2 separate regions of the Canis lupus genome follow, and region 1 is linked to region 2. A link is a contact called in public Hi-C data. All regions are on one chromosome and are shown on one strand. The core of a region is the stretch at or near the end of the contact, and the rest is flanking DNA. Distances in the headings are between cores, read along the strand shown. Region 1 holds the start of CDCA4 (cell division cycle-associated protein 4). Region 2 holds the start of SIVA1 (apoptosis regulatory protein Siva).

Region 1 (6,139 bases), core at 352-2,851, 170 kb after region 2:
TTAACTAAATGATACCTTGGTTACAAAGAAAAATACAGAATCCAGTTGACGGGGGAGGCTACCACATTCATTTAAATTGAAACCATTTTAGGTAGTGCCTCCCGCGCATCACTAAGCGCTGGATCTCACTCGGCATGCCAGGACAAGTATGTGTTCAAAGTCACTCTAATTATTCCCTTCTGATGTTCCAACCCCTGAACAACTGTTAATTTTTGTTACGCTCGGGACCAGCAAGCGCTAGCCGATTAGGATTTCAGAAGGAGTAGCCGGAGGGCAGCACATCCAATTCCAGGAGCCGATGGAGGGTCCCAGAGCCTGTGTGGAGGTGATGCGTCAGGCTGAAGGGGGCCGGAGAGCCTCACCCTCCCCACACAGTCGTGTTCACAACAAAGTCAGCGCGAGGTGGGCACACAGACCCCCGGGGCCGGGCTGGTCCAAGTTACAGCTCCTGGGGCAGCCCGTGACAGTGGCCTGGGGCTGGACGTTTCGAAATCAGCACACAAGACCCCACGCTTCCCAGGCTGCCCTAACTGCAGACCCAGACTCACCATTCAGTTCTGAACAAGAAAGCGCTGGTATTACCTCCATCCCCCCACACGCGGCCAGAGGGTCCTGCGGAGTTCAATCCCATCACCTCCTCAAGGTTAAGGGTGTTTTGCTCCAAACCCTCCAACGTCAGGGGACAAGCAGGCCATGGGTGTTCAGCCCTAGGTCAGAGCACAGCAGCCTCCAGACCAAGGGCTGATGGAGCAGAGATCACGGGAGGGGTCCCGCGTGGCGGGTGGGGCCTGGGGGGTGCTGTGCCCATCCGTCAGGGCGCCCCCAAGACAAAGGGGACCTCCCCGTCCTGCAGCGGCTCTCCCGTATGTGCCCAGCAGCCCAGGCTGCCGGCAGAGCCTGGGGGGCCTGGGGCAGCCTCGGCCCTGACCTGGCGCATCCCTACGACCTTCAGCCACCCGCAAGCTCGCTCCTGACTCAGGTCTTTCAGGCAAAATAACGTGAACGCTTCGGTCACACGCTCAGGCGGTCTCCGAAATATGTCATCCCAGAAGACCGGCAGGCAGGGCGGCTGCAGAAGGGCCTGGGGTCCCCGCGGGGCGTCTGCCGCGGCTGCTGCTCCTGGGCCTGGGGTGAAATACAGTGTCTGGGCCTGGAAACCCGGTCCGGACGCTGGGGGACACTTCCTGGCGCCCTTCCGAGACACGGTTCCTTCTCGGGAGATGCTAAAGCGGGACTTTGCATCCTGCATTTCCGCTTCGGGTGGAAAACACGGCAAAACTTGCCCAGAAAGTCCGTGCCCCGGGCCGCTGACCGCCCCCGCCCCGCCCCGGCCCGGCCCGGCCCGGCCCGGCCCGCAGCACCCGCGCCCCGAGGCCCCTCGAAGCGGTGAGGCCGGGACACAAAGGACAAGGAGCCGGCGCGCAGGTGGGCTCGGCGGGAGGGCAGGGCCGGGCCGCGCGGCGACCCCCGGGCCGCGGGCCCCCCCGACCCGCCCCCGACCCGCCCCCGACCCGACCCGGGGCGCCCGCCCGCCGCTCACCTGGCCGCCGCCGTCCCCGCCGTCCCCGCCGTCCCCGCCCGAGCCCGAGCCCGAGCCCGAGCCCGAGCCCGCCGCCGACCGAGGGGCGGGGCCGCGGGGGGCGGGGCCGCTCCGCGCCCACAAAGGGTCGCCAGGCGCCGGCCGCCCCGCACGCTGATTGGCCGAGCGCGGGGGCGGGGCCTCCGGTTCAAACCGCGGGCGGGGCCTGGCGCGAGACTTCCCGCGCGGACGCGTCGGCCGTTGGGGCCCGGCGCTGGCCACACCCCCGCCCGCCCCGCCCGCTCCCAGGTCTCCGCGCGCGGCCCCGGCGCGCCTGCGCAGGAGCGGGGGGGGGGAGGGGGCAGAGGGCAGGGGAAGGGAGAGGAGGGGAGAGGACGGGGAGGGAAGGAGGGGGAAAGGGAGGAGAGGGGAGGACGAGGAGGGGGGGAGGGCAAGGAGGGAAGGGGAGGCAGGGGGAGGGGGAAACGGAGGGGAGGGGAGGGGAGAGGATGGGGAGGGAGGAGGGGGAAAGGGAGGAGAGGAAGGGAAAAGGGGAGGGGGGGAGGGAGAGAGGGGAAAGGAGGAGGAGGGGAGGGCAGGAGGGGGAGGGTAAGGCAGGGGAGGGCAGGGAGGGGGAAAGGGGGAGGGGAGGGGAGAGGAGGAGAGGGAAAGGACAGGGAGGGGAGAGGACGGGAGGGAGGGGAAGGGAGGGCAGGAGAGGAGGGGGATGGAGGGGAGGAAATGAGATGGAGGGGCGAGGAGGAGGGGAGAGGGGCCCTGAGAAGAGGGGTGCAGGTAGGAGTCAGAGCGGTGGGCGGGAGGGAAGAGGAGGGGGGGCAGCGGCTCGCGGACAGCCTAGGACCACAAGTACTTCCTAGTTTGTTTTGTTTTGTTTATTCATGAGAGACAGAGAGAGGCAGGCTCCATGCACCGGGAGCCCGATGTGGGACTCGATCCGGGGCTCCAGGATCACGCCCTGGGCCGAAGGCAGGTGCCCAACTGCTGAGCCACCAGGCGTCCCAGTACTTCCTAGTTTACATGCAAGAAACGAAACCCTAAAAGTGCAAAGCAGGGGAGGTTTTGTAAAAATAATTTCTTAGTGGAAAAACGTCTTAAATAGAGCACGAGATCCTGACGGCATGAATTGACGCAACGTTGCCTGAGCGCAGGCTGGGCCGCAGTCCTGGGTGAGGGCCCCTGCGCCCTGCTGTCTGCTGATGGGGCTGAAGACATCAGGCCCCTGCACCCCACCCAGGGTGGGAAGTGCGGGGCACCCTGTGCAGACAGCGAAGTGGGGGGAGTCCCAGGCTGGAGACAGGAGCCCTGGGGTTCCCGGGGAATGTGCAGTGGGGGGGTTGGAGACCCCAGAACCTGCTGTGGAGGCCGAGAAAATTAAGGCCACTCCACCTCAAGTTTAGCGTTAGCACAAGTATCGCCATCTCAGGCCCCTGTGAATAAGAGCTGAACTTTACAGGAAAAACCGCAGAGCACCCTTGACAGAGAGTCAGTCCCATAACATAATGAGAACAGAGCTTAATGCCCTTGACAGAAAATCCCGTATCAGAATGAAAACAGAGCTCAGAACGCCCTTGACAGAGACAGAAAGTCCCATATTGGAATGAAAACAGAGCTTAAGAAATTCCTCCACCCCTTCCAAAAATCCCCTAGACCAGCCCATAAAAACCCAGCTGCGACCCCCCCCCTCCCCGGGGTCCAAGTCCCTGCTCCGCTGTGTCGGGTACACGTGGCCCCAGGCTCCAGCTTGTTAATAAACCCTCGTGTGTTTGCATCGGCGCCGGCTCCTCGGTGGTTTCTGGGATTCGCGATCTTGGGCACAACACTGCGTGTGCCTGGGGGCGGAGGGGCGCGTTCTCCGGGGGCTTGGAGAGCCTCGCTGTGGAGAACAGGGGTGCGGGGGACGACGGGAGAAGGAGAAAGGCCGCCCAGGTTACCGCCATGTGCTCTGACACATGGGACTTGCACACGTGTAGATGTTGGCGCATCCAACGGTGGAAAAGCTGGGGGAGCCCTTGTCCTAGCCATATGCCACACAAGGGATTAGATTCCCTGATACGGGATCCCTGGGGGGCGCAGCGGTTTAGCGCCTGCCTTTGGCCCGGGGCGCGATCCTGGAGACCCGGGATCGAATCCACGTCGGGCTCTCGGTGCATGGAGCCTGCTTCTCCCTCTGCCTGTGTCTCTGCCTCTCTCTCTCTCACTGTGACTATCATAAATAAATAAAAATTTAAAAAAAAAAAGATTCCCTGATACGCAGATACCCTCCCAACGAAAGCAAGATGAACAAACCAGTAGAAAGTGGGCAAAGGATATTAACACGCAGGTCAGAGCACAGGAGACAAGACTTCCCTTCTTGGTGGAAGGGCCTTGGCCTGGGAAGGAGAGCCGCGGTGTTACCGCTGAGCTAGGTGCGCGCCAGGCCCGCAGAGTGCCAGAAACCCAGAATCCTCTGCAGCATGTCTGTCTGCCACAGCCACCAGTCTTTTTGACCCCAAATGTCCAGCATCAAATGAAAAATTAATAGGCATCCTGGGACCCAAGCCCAGAAAATGGAAAAAACAAGGCAAAAAGACAAACAAAAACATACAGAGTATATAGTAATGGACTCACGGGGGATCCTGACATTGGAGCTTTCAGACTTTTTAAAATAGTGATCATTGGGCAGCCCGGGTGGCTCAGTGGCTTAGCGTCGCCGTCAGCCCGGGGCCTGATCCTGGAGACCCAGGATCGAGTCCCACGTCGGGCTCCCTGCATGGAGCCTGCTTCTCCCTCTGCCTGTGTCTCTGCCTCTCTCTGTGTGTCTTCCATGAATAAATAAATAATATATTTTTAAATAAAAACAGCAATCATTTTATTCACAAAAATTAGTGACAAGTGGAACGGGAATGTACTAAAATGACTCAAATGTAAAAAAAAATAAAATGACTCAAGGGGAGGAAATAACATCGATCTTACACAAAGTTTTCTGGATGAGAAAGAAGGAACTCTTCTCAATGAAAGGCCAGCAAGACCCCAACGCTAAAACCCCGAAAAGGAGGCCAGAAAGGACGAATCGTAGGCTGATGGCTCTCGGAGCCACACCGGGAACTTCCAACAGTATTAGCAGCTCAAAGTCCCAAGACACACAGAAAAGACGACGCAGCACAACCGAGTGAGGGTTGCTCCGGGAAAGAAGGTTAACCTTCCAGCTCAAACCAAGTAACTCATGACGTTAACGTGAAGGAGGCAAAATGGAACAGCCTGGTGGAGAAGAGTCCCCTGAAAACACGCAACCTGGGACTCCCGGGGGGCTCAGCGGGGGAGCGTCTGCCTTCGGCTCAGGGCCTCATCCTGGGATCTGGGATCGAGTCCCACATCGGGCTCTCTGCAGGGAGCCTGCTTCTCCCTCTGCGGCTCTCTATCTCTCTCATGAATAAATACATAAATCTTAAAAATAAAAAAACATGCAGCCCACGTTCATGATAAAATACTGAGCAAACTGAATATACGCAAGCGCAAGGTTAGGAGCAGCCCCCGCTCCCCCCTGACCTCGACACCCGCGGCAGGTTTGCGCCCACCAGGGCCGCCCTCGGTGCGGTGATGCACAAGGCCTCACTGGACAGACCCCTGCCCGGCGGGGGGAGGCCCAGGAGGGCCCAGACCCGGGGCTTCCAAGCACGTGGCCCCAGGCCCCCACATGGAATCACGCTCCCTGCGGCTGCCAACGGACGGGCACGTGGGTGTCCGTGCTCCCGGGGTCCTGGGCTCCCTGCAGTGCGGAGTGCCCCCCTCTGCCCCCGCCCCCATACTCTCTCTCTCTCTGTGTCAAATAAATAAATAAAATCTTTTCCGAAAGGGGGGGAGGGATACTCCATGAACAGCCCCAGGGTGAGAACAAGCCGAGCGCCGCGGCAGGAGAGCGGGCAGGCCGCCAGCTAAGAGCAATCCAGGTCTACACCCGGCGGGTGGATCTCAGAACACAACAGACAGGGAAGCCTGACCGGTGGAAAGCTCAGAGCAGATGGAGCTGTTCTGTGGGAGGGGAACTGGGGGGGGGGCAGGGAGATGTCTGGGACGCCGGACCCTCCACGCTCCATCTGAATGCAGGGCCTTGACCTTAGGTTGACCCGTTCCCACGGGGAGCACCCTCCATCCGTGCTCTGATAGATAAGCTGATTAGGCATCTAAGGCCAGCCCCAGGCCCCAGGGTTGGGCGTCACACTGGCTGTGGGGCCCAGGCCGTCCGGGCGCCTCGTGTGTCTCTTAGACCCTTGGAATTACTGGCCCCACCCGTGTGCGACCTGGTCCAAGCGTCCAGTGTTTTCTGTAATACAGGAAACCATGCGTGTGGCTCCAGCCTCACAGCAGAGCCCCTTCCTACAGCCTCAGGGAGCACGTGCCGGCCTCTCCAGGCGGAGGAGGGGGGCCACAGCCCCCACCTGCCCCAGTCTCCGGGGTAGAGGCGGGCGGCGGGCGGTGACAGGCCCAGGCACGGAGGAGACTCGGAGGTCGTGGGCCATGTGGCCCTGCCGCAGAGATGCTCCAGGCCCGCCCGCTGCCCTGGACCCTCGCCAGACCCCGGCACCCTTCCCGGGATCTCCTGTCCGCTCTTGGAGGGGGTCC
Region 2 (6,073 bases), core at 1,189-3,688:
GGCGCTGACCGGTGAGGGGAGCCGGACGGCCAGAGACATCCTTAGAGGGGATCCAGGGGAGCTGCCTTCGCCAGAGCCCAGACCAGGCGCCAGCCCAGGTCGGTCAGCAAGTGAGCGAGCGGTGGTGCAGCACACACCCAACTCACTCAGCAATGAAGGAACCTCACCGAGGGGCTCAAAGTCGGCGCGCTGAGGGGCCCAACACGAACGCGTCTGCAGAGTGAGCTGCCCGTGTGCTGCGAGGCTCTAGGACAGCAGCTGCACTGCAGGGAGGGGAGCGGAGCCAAGGCCTCCTGTGGCCACACAGGTGTATGCGCTTGTTGTCACGGACGCCACCGTCCCTCGCTCATCCGGGCACTGCTCTGGGCGCACATCCGTTCGACTTCGCCGTAACTAAATTACGCTGCAACTTAAGTTACTCACAGGGATGCAAGCGCAGCGACTGCCCAGCCCTGGGATGGCTGAGATGGTCATTGCTCAAAATCTTAGGGCCCCGAGGCCACCCTGACCAGACACGGGCGAGAATGCACCTCCTGCCAGCCGTGCCCGCGGTGTGTCTCTCGGGAGGGGGAAGCGTGTTCCCTCCTCAACCTGGTGAACGTTCATTTCCACAACGTCCCACTTTCTGAGGTTATGCTGCTCGGCACCTGCTTCACACACAGCCTGACCCTGGGCGGCAAGTGTTCTCGGAGCATCCTCTGGCCTGGGCAGGGCAGGTGTCCTTACCTTGTCCCTCCACAGGCCCCTGTACTTCCCTTTCGGTGACATCTGTCCCAGCCGGGGGGAGGGACCCCGCTGGCTGTCCTCAAGGCCGCTCCGAGAGCCCAGCGCAGAGCCCGGCATGTTACAGGCTGAACCGTGTCCGCCCTGGGGATTCCTGGATCACCCGATTCCCTGCACCTCCCTGCACCTCCTGTCGGGACTGTAGCTGGAGAGAAGCTTCCTTCCTAGCGTTGAGACAGAACTGACGTCTAGCACAGGCCCTACTGGCGCACGTACCACCGTGTGGGCGCGGGGTGTTCGGGGCGACCAGCCGATGCGCACACAGTAGGAGCTTTACCACCCGAGCTCGGCTAACACGTGGCAGCCCATCTTCCTGTTGCCGCGGCTGCAGGGACAGCAGCTGACATCTGCTCTCAGTACCTTCCAAGCTGCACAGGTGGCCTCCGGCCAGCACCTCCCCGATTCCCGCCCCATCCCACCGCCACCCCCTCTGCTGTTTCTGGGAGCCCGACGACGTGAGGTGCCGCGGGTGAGCGGCACAGTCCAGCATTTGTCCTCCTGGCTTACCCCACGTAGCATCATGCCCTCCGGCTTCCCGCGGGTTCCTGCAAATGCCGCGCTCCCCGGAGTCGGCGGCCGCCCCGTAGGGCCGCAGGGTCCTTCGCAGCCCTCTGGACAGGGCCGCGCTGACCCGCTCGGTGCATTCGAGCCCCGGGCCGGGGCCGCGCTGACCCCGCGGTGCGGACGCTCCCTCCCTCCCTCCCTCCGAGTCGCCAGCCTCAGTCCCCCCCCTCCGCGACCCCCGCCGTGACCTCGGTCGTGACCCCGGCCGTGACCCCGGCCCGGGCGCTGCCGGCAGGTGGGCATGAGGCGCGCCGGCCCCCCGACACCCACTCGGCCCCGCGTGCGTCCTCGGAGGCCCCGAAGCGGCTCCAAGCGCGGCCACGCGCCCGCAGAGAACGTCCCGAGCCCCGCACCACGAGGCCCACACCCCGCAGGGGCCGCCCTCCGCCGGCCGGAAGTGACGTCGCTGCCCCGGAAACGCGGCCGACCGGCACGCCCACTTCCGTGACGACGAGGAGCTCCTCCGACCTCGCATCTCGGAGAGCGCGAATCCTCCTCCGGCGCCGGCGGCTTGGACGACGGCGGGGAACCAGTGTCAACCCTCGCGTCGGCTCCGCCCCGCGCCAAACCCCGAGCAGCCCCGCCCCTCCCGCGCGGCCCGCCGCGGCCCCGCCCACTCCACCGCGGCCTATCCCGCGGCGCGCTTTACGCAAGGCCCGCCCTCGGCGCGTAGGCCCCGCCTCCAACCTACGCTGGGCCAATCCCGCGCCGCGGCCCGCCCCCGCCCTGGCCCCGCCCATTCCACCGCGGCCTATCCCGCGGCGCGCTTTACACAAGGCCCGCCCCCGGCTCGCCGGCCCCGCCTCCAAGCTACGCTCGGCCTATCCGGCGCCGCGCTCGAGCCCCGCCCCCGGCCTGCCAGTGCGGCGCACCCTCCGAGCCTCTCTCCCCACGCCGCTGCCTTCCGTGCGTCCCGCGCCGCCGTCGGACCCCCCCCCCCCGCCCTGGCCTTCGGCGTTTCCCGCGCAGCCGGGCCCCGCCCCCGTCCTCTCCCCCAGCCTATCCCGCGCCGCGCCGCCGCCGAGCTCCGCCCCCTTCCTCGCCGCCGGCCTATCCCGCGCCGCGCCGCGTTGGCGCGCGGCTGTGACGTCACGGGTGGCGGCGAGGCGCGCGGCGGAGCTGCGCCGCTCCGGGCCGGCGGCCATGCCCAAGCGGGGCTGTCCGTTCGCGGACGCGGCCCCCCTGCAGCTGAAGGTCCGCGTGGGTCAGAGGGAGCTGAGCCGCGGCGTGTGCGGCGACCAGCACTCGCGGGAGGTCTTCGGTGAGTGCGGGGCGCCCTCCCGCCCGCGGGGGCCCGAGCCGGCGGCGTCGCCCCGGCCCCGCGTCGGCCCCGCTGCAGGCCCCGGGGAGGGGGAGGAGGGGGCCCGGCTGCGGGGGCTGCGGGCGCCGGGCCGCGCCGGCGAGTACCCGGAGCTGCCGAGGTGAGGCTCCGGGGTCGCCCTCTCCCGCTGTCCCCGGCCCTCCCGAGCAGCCCTGGGTCGCAGACGAGGCTTTCTGAGCCCTCGAGTGATAAAGCTGAGCGCAGCCTGGGGCCGACCCGGTCAGGGCAGGCAGGCAGGCAGGCAGCTTACCTGCAAGCGGGGGACAGTCCGGCAGCTCTTTCCCGCTGCCTTGAGGTCCTGGGCGTTCCAGCCGGGCAGTCACCCCAGGCCACCTCCGGGCCGCGGGATCCCGGGACAAGGTGAGGAGGAGCTGCGTGGGGCAGGGCTCACCAGCCGCCCATTTGAGTCACCGTCCACGTCACACGGAGCCAACGGCTTCCAGGGCCTGTTGGGCCTGGCCCCGTGGGGACGAGGCAGGAATCACAGAGCATCTGGGGGCTGGAGTTGGGCGTTTGATCTTGCGAAAGCCCCCGATGACGGACGTGTGGCGCGCGGAGAGCCTCTGCTGCTGGTGCCGAGCCACCACTTCGGCTCTCAGGTGGGAGTGTCCCGGGCCCACAGGCGTCTGCGGAGCTCCAGGAGCGCTTTGTCAGGAGCCGGTTTCTGTCGTGCTCTGTAGTAGGTGAAGGGGGTGCACGCTGGCCGGGGCTGTCGGCCCAGCTCTGAGCCGCTGGGTGTGAATGAGTGATCTGAAGCCCAGAGCGTCCTCTGTGCTATACACCAGCCGGCTTGCAGGGTGCCGGGCAGGAGAGAAACAGCAGTGACATGAGGCCACTTGTGGGGAAAGCCGCATGGAAGGTCATGAGAGGGAGCCTGGGTTGGGCTGCGTGGTGCAGGATCATCCTGGCGGAGGTGGCCGCTGAGCCCTGGTAAGGAAGGGCGAGCGGACCCAGTGGTCCCCAGCTCACCAGGGAGCATCCTGGGCCGGGGCGGCTGGATGACAGCACAAAGGAGGCCTGGCCACGGCAGCTGGCAGGATGAGGGGGCAGTGCCAGGGCTTCCACGTTGCAGGGCTGTGAACACTGGGACTGATTTCTCTTCCTCAGAGAAAACCAAGCAACTCCTTTTTCGAGGGGCCCAGGCCTACATGGACCACTTGTGGGAGGAAGGCTGTGCCATTGTTGACCTGCCGGAGTCCCCAAAGCCCGGCCCCACAGAGGCCCTTCGGGCAGCCCGTGGGCAGATGCTGATTGGACCAGATGGCCGACTGACCAGGAGCCAAGCCCAGGCCTCTGAAGCTGGTGAGTGAGGCCAACAGCAGGCACTTGCCCAGCCATGCGCTAAGGGTGGATCTGAGCACTTGACTCCTGACACTGTCTGCCTGGGAGCTTCTCCTCCCCTCCCTGCAGGGGCAAGAGCTGGCCCTGGGGTCTGAGGAGCTGGTGAGCACCAGGAGGCTCCCGACCTTAGGAGGTTCTAACCCCCATCCACCCCCGGCTGATATGCAAGCCTGCAGGTTGTGAAGCAGCTTTTAGCTGGGGGATCAGGATCCACTTGCAGCAAGACCCAGAGTCTCAGCTGGGTGGCTCCGCCGGTCCGGCGCCTGTGTGGTGTGCAGCTCAGACGACCACCTTTGTTGCTGGTTAAGAGCCATAGTCCCTGCTGCCCCCCTCCCCAAGGCCTGGACTCGGGCCCAGGAGCTCTGTTAACCAGTGATGCAGGGCCACACTTTGAGACACGGGTGCTGGACACACGAGACGGGGGCCACAAGAGTTCTCATACAAGCCACAGTGGGGAAGAACCGATCCTTCCAGTACCGACATTTGAATAGCGAGAATGGAAGGAGCACTCAACCCAGAGTCATGGAACCAGCCCTGTAACATGCTCCCAGGCACTTGGGGTCTCCCTAGTGAACAAGGGTCTGTGGGCCGTGCTTTCTCGTGGGGTGTCAGGAGGACCCGCTTGCAGGGAGTCCGGTCAGGGGTTGTCGGTGGCCCCACAGCCTCCAGCACTTCAGATCCCTGCAGGGCTGACGGATGGCGTTTCGTTCTTACAGACCCCTCCGGGGCAGCGACCAGAGCCTGCTCCTCGTGCGTGCGAGCCGTGGACGGGAAGGCAGCGTGTGGCCAGTGTGAGCGTGCCCTCTGCGGGCGGTGTGTGCACGTCTGCTCCAGCTGCGGGGGCGTGGCCTGCGCCCTGTGTGCCCTTGTGGAGTAAGTGGTTGACCGTGGGGTGCCCGCACAGGCACTTGAGCACCCCCGTGACGTTGAGGCCTGGAGGTTGGGAGAGCGGCCGTCTGGCACTGCCCCTGGGGACGCGGTGGTGCCAATAACTGCTTTGCCTGGTTTTTTAAGTTTTTCTGAAGACTGAGCTTTTGTCACAGAACTGCAGATCACATAGGCTGCCACTTCTGCTTTGCTCATAGTCTTCTGTCTCAGTAACTTCGTGATCTGATCTTTCAGGCTCCGACGTAAGGACTGCGTCACATGGTTTTTCCTGTTGGTCTGCTCGCCAGTGCAGGAAGCAGGGGTGGGGGTGGGGGTGGGGAGCAGGCGCAGGCCTGTATGTGTGTGGCTGGGTGCGGGCTGTCTCGAGCCAGAACGGACCGTCTGCTTAGTGTGTTACTTGAGTGCGCGTGTCTGCCTCCGCTGTCTGGATCCCGCGCCTGCTTGAGAGGCACCAGGTACCATTCCCACCCCAGTGGCCACTTTTGGTGCCGGCTGGGAGTGCAAGACGAGGCCCCCACGCAGACTTGGAGCTGGTTGTGCGGACCTCACACTAGTTTAGTCACAGCAGCCTAAAGCCAAGCGTGGAAGGCAGAAGCCCACCTCAGGTGGGCCAGCCGGCGGAGCCTGGGAAAGCCAGGGGCGGGGTGGGTCCTGGGAACCCCTGCTGTCCTGTTTGGGTTGTATGTTGGCCAGTTATGCATGTGGAATACTCTTCCCTTTGCTTCTGCGAGCTTATTTTTACCTTCCTGTCTCTGTGCAGACTGAAGAGGGCTGGGCCCCCGCGCCTCCAGGCCATTTCCCTGGGGAGGGACCCAGTTGGGCAGCGTTCAGGTTTAGGGAGGAGTTCCTGGAGCCCTCCCCCTACCCCTCCATGTGTGGCAGCCTTCCTCCTGTCCTGACGGTGTCCTCCTGGCCTTTATCTCCTGCTTCCTCTTCCCCAGCTACCTACGGAGTTCACCCTGTGATGGGGGAGGGAGTGTCCATTTCTTAGAGCTACGGCCAGGGGACGGGCTCCCTGCTCCAGGCTCCAGGTCCCAGGGCTGAGGTGGCATCCCAGGTTTAGAAGGCGGCCTGGGCCTGCTGCTCCCTCCCTTTCAGGGGCAGCCCCTTTGGGTCCTGGTATCCGGGGCCACGGAGCTGGGAGCTGTGCCAGGCTCTGCTTCCACTAAAAAGTAG

Evidence for each region. A called contact is a pair of places that touch in the nucleus more often than the background predicts.
Region 1: a contact with region 2 is called in a Hi-C map of blood, with 2.5 times the contacts expected there. The contact joins the promoter of CDCA4 here to the promoter of SIVA1 in region 2. A contact is called at or near these places in 2 of 9 Hi-C or Micro-C datasets (amygdala and blood).

What each region holds. Positions count from the first base shown.
Region 1 is chr8:72,873,620-72,879,758 of UU_Cfam_GSD_1.0, forward strand. It overlaps CDCA4 (cell division cycle-associated protein 4), which reads right to left and starts at 1,602. Exons shown (of 2, transcript XM_038545926.1): 1 at 1,541-1,602.
Region 2 is chr8:72,707,405-72,713,477 of UU_Cfam_GSD_1.0, forward strand. SIVA1 (apoptosis regulatory protein Siva) reads left to right here and starts at 2,439. Exons shown (of 4, transcript XM_038545913.1): 1 at 2,439-2,608; 2 at 3,776-3,970; 3 at 4,726-4,882. The coding sequence starts at 2,491.